Linked DNA regions of Muntiacus reevesi: region 1 is linked to region 2. Evidence: chromatin contacts called from public Hi-C data. All regions are on one chromosome and are shown on one strand. Each heading gives the region's core, a stretch centred on a gene start, on an enhancer-like site or on the middle of the called end of the contact. The rest is flanking DNA. Distances are from core to core; before and after follow the strand shown. Region 1 holds the start of TRA2B (transformer 2 beta homolog). Region 2 holds the start of EIF4A2 (eukaryotic translation initiation factor 4A2).

Evidence for each region. Hi-C and Micro-C count contacts between places; a contact is called where the count stands out from the background.
Region 1: a contact with region 2 is called in a Hi-C map of muscle, with 4 times the contacts expected there. The contact joins the promoter of TRA2B here to the promoter of EIF4A2 in region 2. A contact is called at or near these places in 2 of 3 Hi-C or Micro-C datasets (blood and muscle).

The regions. Positions count from the first base shown.
Region 1 is chr8:59,282,227-59,286,055 of mMunRee1.1, reverse strand. It overlaps TRA2B (transformer 2 beta homolog), which reads right to left and starts at 1,979. Exons shown (of 9, transcript XM_065943457.1): 1 at 1,781-1,979. The coding sequence starts at 1,816.
Region 2 is chr8:58,514,816-58,518,984 of mMunRee1.1, reverse strand. EIF4A2 (eukaryotic translation initiation factor 4A2) reads left to right here and starts at 1,910. Exons shown (of 11, transcript XM_065943607.1): 1 at 1,910-2,020; 2 at 2,839-2,884; 3 at 2,972-3,104; 4 at 3,398-3,537. The coding sequence starts at 1,992. It overlaps LOC136173743 (a long non-coding RNA gene), which reads right to left and starts at 1,744. Exons shown (of 3, transcript XR_010664278.1): 1 at 1,508-1,744. It overlaps LOC136173910 (small nucleolar RNA SNORD2), which reads left to right and starts at 3,227; the gene lies at 3,227-3,295.

The DNA of each region.
Region 1 (3,829 bases), core at 730-3,229, 770 kb before region 2:
CTACAGACAAAACAAAGGCCAAAGAAATCAATGTGGAAGTACTACATATCGTCGAAGTTCAGCGGTCTCTTTCAAGCCAAGACGCTTAAGAACATCATTTGTAACATGTACCTTTATTATTTTTTCTTCCTCCGTAAGAGTTTGTTGAATAACCCTATGTAACAAGACTGTGAGGTAACTAGGATGTATATTCTACTAACAGAAAAAAAAACACCAATTCAAACGCTTGATTAGTGGGACGATAATGTCTCTTGAGCTGTCTCAAACCAGGACTCAATCTCTGCAATTGTTTCCTCTCTCACGAACTTCCACACGTAACTTACTCAGGTTTATTTAACTGAGAGGTCCTCCACTGAAACCAGCCATTTTTTATTCCCAAAACAATGCAAAACGGACCCAATAATTGTTTTAATAGCTGAAAACTGAAATTATCACTTGCCTTCCAGTCCAAACACCGACACCTAGTTTCCAGTTTTCAACTGGAGGAAACGATAACCCACAGTTTTAACAACATGTGAGCTAGATCCAAGCTTTCTCACCAAAGAGCTTAAAACGATAATCACACACACTGCTGACTGGAAATTAACCGTCTTTAAGATAAAAAAACCAACATTCATCTGGGTAGGTAAAGGCGAGGACTGATTGGTTCAAACCAAATTAATCAGATTTGGCCGCAAAGTTACACAATAAGATTTCAACAGTTCACATTTTTCCTTTCAAAAACGCTCTAACGAAATCACCTAGAATTTGTTTCTTAAGTTTGCGAAAATATTCGATAGATTTACGGTGATCAAAAGATTCTGGCAAGACTGACATTTCTGCGGCTTAGTACTCACGGACCTGCAACCAAGCTTTATATTATGCTTTTTCTAAGCCCGGGAACATTATTTCTACAGTTTATCCAGTCCTCACCAAATTCCACATTTTGGGGTGGAAACTTTAAAAAATGCACAAACACAATTCGTGGTTCACAAAATAGGTATGGCTCAAAACAAAGGAAACAACGGCGCCAAAAATTGTTGCCCGCCAATTTCTCCTTCACCATCCCGTGGAAAAAAGATCTACTCGATCGGCAAGAAAACCTCAGCGACCTCGTGGTCTACTTGGTTACCGATAACTATTTGCGGTTTAAGAGCGATTTTGGCATCCAAGAAAATCACGCCATTTAGGCCGAACACAAAGCTCGCGCGCAATCCCCTCTAACGGGCCCAGAACTTAAGTCTACGTCAGACTAGTTTGCCATCTCTCAAGAAACCAAGAACACCTTAGATTCCCATCTATTCGGGGTCCAAAAGATGATCCTGTCTTAACCTAAATGCTGGGCAAAAACCCTGAAAAACACTGTTCTTTGCACCCCACGTTCCCCGACCGCGGCCTGGAAAATTGTTGCGCGGCGCCTCCGCCATTTTGTGCCTCTGGCAGTGCGCCCAGCCCGCCAGCCCAAGATGGCTGCGGCGAGGCTTCGCAGGAGAGCAACGGCGAAACGAGATACCGCTCCCCTCCCCCACCACCGAGGGGACGCAGCGGCCATTTTTAATCTTTCCCTCCCGATAACGGAAAAAACCGCCGTTTCGAGTACCGGGCAACCTAAACCCGCCGGCGGCCTCTTTCACGGATAAGGACAATACTACCAGGGTTTCTTAACCTGACTCGCACCCCTCCCGGTCTCAGACTTCGGGAGCCAAAATCGCCCCAGTCTCCCAGCCCGAGGCCGATGGGCCTGGAAAGAGATGCAAGAAGCTGGGACCACACAGCCGCCCCCTGCACCACCGATACCTACCCGCTCGCCGTAGTTCTGCTCGCCGCTGTCGCTCATGACTTCCACTGCTGTCACCGCTCGATGTGCTTCAATCGAAGCTGCCAACCTCTCGCGCCTTCAGTGTAGAGGCTCCGCCGCAGCCTCGCACTACACACCGGTTCCCGATCCGCTGAGAGCCGAAACGCTCCGCGCCGCCTCCGCTTGGGCTCTAAGTCTCCCGGACGTGACGCGGCGCTCTTTAACCCGTCCCCACCCCCCTCCCAGAGGGCGCGCTTTCTTGGCTCCGCCCCTCGACGTTAGGCCTTCGCTTTCCAGCTGTGGCGCGTCCCGAGCCGGATGTGACGTAAGCCCCACCCCTTGCGCCGCGCTAACCCCACCTTCCAGTCTCTTTGAGGCGGGAAAAGGGAGCGCGGTGGGTAGCTTCTGTGGTGGTCGCCGCGGGGCTTAGGGATGTCACCCTCCACACCTGACTCCCTTCTCTAGTTTTCCAGGGAAACCGTCGCGGGAGGTGGGGGATGGAGAGAGGAGATACCCACCTTTTTCTCCCATCCTTCTTGCTTCCGCTTTATTCATTTTTTGTGTCTTTATTTGGTTGCAGAGGGCAGATACTCGTATATAGGGTTCCGTGCATTACTTAGGTTTTTTGTAGCTTCAGTTGTGGGTCATTCCTACCTGAAATCCATTCATGTGAGCCTCTGTCAAGTACCAAATCACGTTACCAGATCCTGATGCACTGAAATCAAGCACGACCCCTAACCCGAGGAAGTTAGTGGTCTAGTAAGGGAGAATTGTTAAACATACATTTGCAAACTGATTTGGTTAAACGTACAACTGTAGTGGTGTCTCGGAGTAAACATTAATTATGCCATCACCCAACAGCATGATAAAGAGCTCAGATTTGGAAGTTCAGACATCTCTGTGCCTGCTGTTTCCCTTAAAAAAAAAAAAAGTATGTGTGTGTGTGTGTGTGTGTGTGTGTGTGTGTACCCGGCTTTTGGAAGTTCAGACATCTCTCTGTGCCTGCTGTTTCCCTTAAAAAAAAAAAAAAGTGTGTGTGTGTGTGTGTGTACCCGGCTTTTGGAAGTTCAGACATCTCTCTGTGCCTGCTGTTTCCCTTAAAAAAAAAAAAAGTGTGTGTGTGTGTGTGTGTACCCGGCTGGTGGTACTCTGATACCTATAAAGGGCCATTTGATTTTTTTAAAACAGTTTTCTTGCGATATAATTCACATACCATGCAATACTCTTATTTAAAATGTACAATTCAAGTCGTTTTTATATTTTACAGAGTTGTGCAACCATCACAGTTTTAGAACCAGTTCATCACTCCCCAAAAAGAAACCTGTCATTAATAGTTACGTTTCATCTTCTCTCCAGCTTCCCCCCACCAATTCTAGTTCTAAGAAATTTAAAATCTACTTTATCTATAGTTTTTCATATTCTGAATATTTCCTATAAATGGAATCACATATGTAATATGGAGTCTTGTGACTGTCTTCTTTAACAGAGTTCTCAAGGTTCATCCATGCTGTAGCATGCATCAGTTATTTCATTCCTTTTTATTGCTGAATAATATTCCATTGTATAAATGTATCACATTTTAATTATCCATTCATCAGTTGGTAGACTTTTGGGTGATTTTCACCTTTTATCTATTATGAATAACGCTAATATGAACATTCTGATACAAGTTTTTGTATGAACATGTTTTCAGTTCTTTGAGGAATATACCTAGTAATGTAATTGCTGGGTCATGAAGGTAATACTGTTTAACTTTTTAAGGAACTGCCATTTAATTACAGATACCCTAGTGGATGTGAAGTGGTATGCTATTGTGGTTTTGATTTGCCTATCCCTAAGAATAACGTTGAGCATCTTTTCATGTGTTTCTTGGCCATTTGTAGATCTTCTTTGGGAAAATGTCTGTTCAGATAATTTGCCCACTATTACTTTTTTTTATTGAGTTGTAAGAATTGGCAATTTGATTCTTGCTTGATTTAAAATAGTCATCTGGAACAGCATCAGTACTTAAGGTACCTGAGATCCAGAGATTTGGTGATGACTCAAGGTAGC
Region 2 (4,169 bases), core at 661-3,160:
AGATCTCGGGTAAGTAAAAAAGTTTAACAGTATGCTCTGTGTTGATATGCAAAACTTTGTTCAAGTGTCTGTTTTGTTTGGGTCTTTATCTCATTTTTTACTTATTAATGTTCTTGAGTAAGCACTTGAAAATGTAGTAAACACAGCATTTATTTGAAATACATTTTAGACTTGCAGGGTGTGTGGGTCTGGATTTTTGCTGAATTTTAGATTAAGGAGCTTTCTTACCTTGAAACCCCTTGAGCAACTGTGACCTAAAACTAGAGTTTTAGTCTTTGATTATTTCCTGTTAAGATACTCTGGCAATCCTCCACAGCACAGTAGTGCTAAACCTAAGGAAATCACTCAACAATTAGGTGTTAATTGTTGATTGATTTACCCCATGGTTGACTGACTCAAGTGAGACTTAACTGTTGGCCATATTTCTAATTAAGTATTTTCTTCAGTTTCCTGGATCCCAGGAGATTTTTAGTAGGTTTTGGATGAGCCAACAAGGACCTCTGACCTCCATTCTCAGAAAACGCCTGGCATTATTTCAAATCTGGATTTGAGCATTACAAAGGGATGAACTGGGAGCGAAATCCCTGGACGGAGGGCCAAGTACACTTTGTCATCTGGGTATAAGTTTTTGTCACAATTTCCAGCATGATAATTTTCTAAAAAATAATTGTTTTAAGAAAAAAATGGTATTTAGAACCAACCAAGTTGAATATAATACACAAATATAGAAAGTTGAGTCATTTTTTCTAGTTATCATACTTTAGGCTGGCCTTCTGAATTAATGAGAAAATATTTTCTTGCGTATTCATGCTATCGCGGTACGAGTGGGACTGTATTTTAAAGTTAGATGACTCAATATACTATTCTCTTTGTTTTTATTAACGACTCTGGGTTAGGGCTACAGTTGGAAAACCTCTGGAGCTTTACGAATCATGGAGTTTATTTAAGCAGCAAGGATTATATTGCTCAGTTTCAATAAATCAACATTCATTATATACAAGCAGTTACAATTCAAAAAACCTTTAGAGTGGGAAAAAAAAAAAAAGACCAGAACCAAAAGCTTTGTAATTCCAAAGCCGCATGGAAGTACCTGCCACGGAAGTATCCATTTAAATTCTTGAGTTTCAAGGAATATTACCCCTATATTTGCAAAAGTTTACAATGATTTTATCTGTCATTTCTCACGCCTGTTAAAGTATTATAAGCATTGTATTAAAGAGAGAATGAGAAAAGACCAGAGGCAACATGACAAGAATGGAGGTGGCTACCCCAGAGATATGTGCAGAGCACACTATTTCTTTTCGCCCTGCACAATACACGCTAAACGGGGCCTTCCAGGACATGTTGGGTGGCCGACATTTTCCGAAGCAGTAATTTCACAAAGTCAAGGTCTGCAGCCTGTTAAATGCTCCGGCGAAAGGCCAGGAGGCTCTTCATCTTCAAGTTAGGTAGCGGTGGGAACAGGCGGAACAACCCGAGTCCCCTCCAGTGCAGCGTATAGACTTGCCTGCCTCTCCGGCACGGAGCGCCGCGGGATTTGGCGAACTTGGTCCCACTAACCGGCGGGGAAGCCGGGGGAGTCCAGAGCCCCAGGCACCCCAGATTTCCGCCCCTCGGTCCTGTCCAGCGCCCCAGCTGCCTCTGCTTCGGGGATGCGGAAACCCCGTAGGAATAGGGCGGGCCGGGAGCGCGGTCGGCCCACCGCTTGCTGCAATATTCTTCCGCTACAGAGCAAAGAGTTCCAACCTTCCCCAGGGTCCTGGGATTCTCAGCAGCCCTGTAATATCGGCAAATAACCTAATTTTGGCTTTAACACCGATTTGCTTAAAATATTTTCTGAGATAAGCACTTTAGGGTCACAATTTTCTGGCTGTCCAAAGCGCTAAGGAAAAATTCCTCCGCAGAAAACGGGTTCCGGCCGCGAGCCTATAAAAAACGGGTGGCGCGGCCGGGCTGTCTTTTCAGTCCGGCACTGAGTGGTTCTACGGATCATGTCTGGTGGCTCCGCGGATTATAACAGGTATGGCGCTTCATCGGTGGTGCTCTGTGCTATAGGTCCTAAGACGCGGTGGAGGTTATACTAGGTGGTCAGGAGGAAGGAAATCCTGGGTTTTAGGCATTGCCTTGGGGTATAGTACCCCACTGTCCTTCGAGAAGCTTCCATGGTGGGTAGGGCCTAGGTTGTGGGGTAAGAGTGTGAAAACGGGGTGGTAAAAGAGTGTGTTTTCCCCCAAATACGCCTTGAAATCGCGGCAGTTTCCCCTGTCTTTGCGGAGCCCGGGGTTTAGTGGAAGCCGTGGCGCAGTCCGCAGTCAGTACAGTGTAATTGGGGCCCGAAGCTTTATTCGCGGACAACCGCGCGGTTTGGGAGCGCTAGACGATAGGTTCGGGTAAGGGCAGGACGGCGGCGGCTAGAGGCCGGGCCGGGCCGGCCACACGTTCCCGGCGAACCGTTGGCAAGGCCTTGCCGGGCCTCGGCCCGCGTCAATCACCCCGGCTTGCGCAGTGTTAGGGGCGGAGCTCGGCGCGTGGAGCTCTCGCGAGATGGTCCGTGGCCGAGAGGGGAGCGCCCGGCGCTCGGGCCTGGGGGGAAGGGCCTGGGGGGAAGGGCCTGCGTCCGTAGGGTTTCCGGGCGTCCCTGGTTCCTAACCTTTGAGTGGCGCGCAGTATGTCGTGTGCTCTGCGGCACCACCTTCCTTTAATCGTTTAGAAAGTTGACACGTGCCTGGGAGGGCGACCGGGTGAGATCGGTTATGAAAGGGCTTTTATCCCCCTGAATGTGCAGTTTTGGGGTTGTGAGGAAGGGATGTTCTCTAACTACAGTATTTTTGTCAGCAGAGAACATGGCGGCCCAGAGGGAATGGACCCCGATGGTGTCATCGAGGTAAGAAATAGATGTGGAATTTGGAACGTTGGAAAGGTGGGTTGGTTCATCCCATTTATTCCTTTGTTTTTTTTTTTAAACTTTCAGAGCAACTGGAATGAGATTGTTGATAACTTTGATGATATGAACTTAAAGGAGTCTCTTCTTCGGGGCATCTATGCTTATGGTTTTGAGAAGCCATCAGCCATTCAGCAGAGAGCTATTATTCCATGTATTAAAGGTAAAAGAACTCGCTGACACTTCTTAAAAATGAGTTAACTGTTAAACATAGACCTGGATCTTTTTCCCCTCTAATATGGGAAAATTACCTTTTGGGGAACTAGCGCTTATTTGTATTCCTTAAAGTGAAATGATGGCAATCATCTTTCGGGACTGACCTGAAATGAAGAGAATACTCATTGCTGATCACTTTTATTGTTTGGGCATAATTCATGTTCCAAATGGAACACATGGTGTGAACTAGAAGTAACGGTTTGATGTGGGATCGGTAAATATGTATCCTACTTTTTTTAGGGTATGATGTGATTGCTCAAGCTCAGTCAGGTACTGGCAAGACAGCCACATTTGCTATTTCCATCCTGCAACAGTTGGAGATTGAGTTCAAGGAGACCCAAGCACTAGTATTGGCCCCCACCAGAGAACTGGCTCAACAGGTATTGATAGTGTAGTTGAAAAAAACTGCTTGCGTGTTGCATAGGTTTCAGGTTTCACAACTGTGAAGAATTTAAAGCTTAGTATAAATTTGTCCTATAGAGCCCTCCTTTTAACTGTCCATGCATGCAGGGAGTTTTGTTGAAAACTAGACAGGAACTGGGTGTGCAGGTATGGTTTGCAGGGTTGTGTAACAGACTGAGAAACTGGAGGTTTCTGTTCAGGGTGGACTAGACCCGTTTTCATTTTTAAGTTTGAATGCAGTTGTGCAACATGAAAACTGCAGTGACATGTTCTCCTTTGACAGTCTCAGTAGTTTGTGATAACATCTGTTGCATGCTGCAGTTTTCAAAGCTCACTGCTCTATTGGCTTTGAAGTAAAGCCTTGCTAACATACCTGTAGGCTTTATTAAGGCCAAGATTGTTAAGTTGCAGTACCCTTCGGGGATAAATACTAACTTCCAGCTAAAACTGCTACTTTTTAAAATCACTACTTACTCTTTCCTACACAGTGAAGGATAGTGGAGGAAGTATTTTTTGTTATTTACCTAGGTGGTACCTGGGGCATTAGGATTCAAAGTTTGATGAGGCACAAGATGTTTTCACAAAAGTTTATTTTGAGGTAGTTAGATTG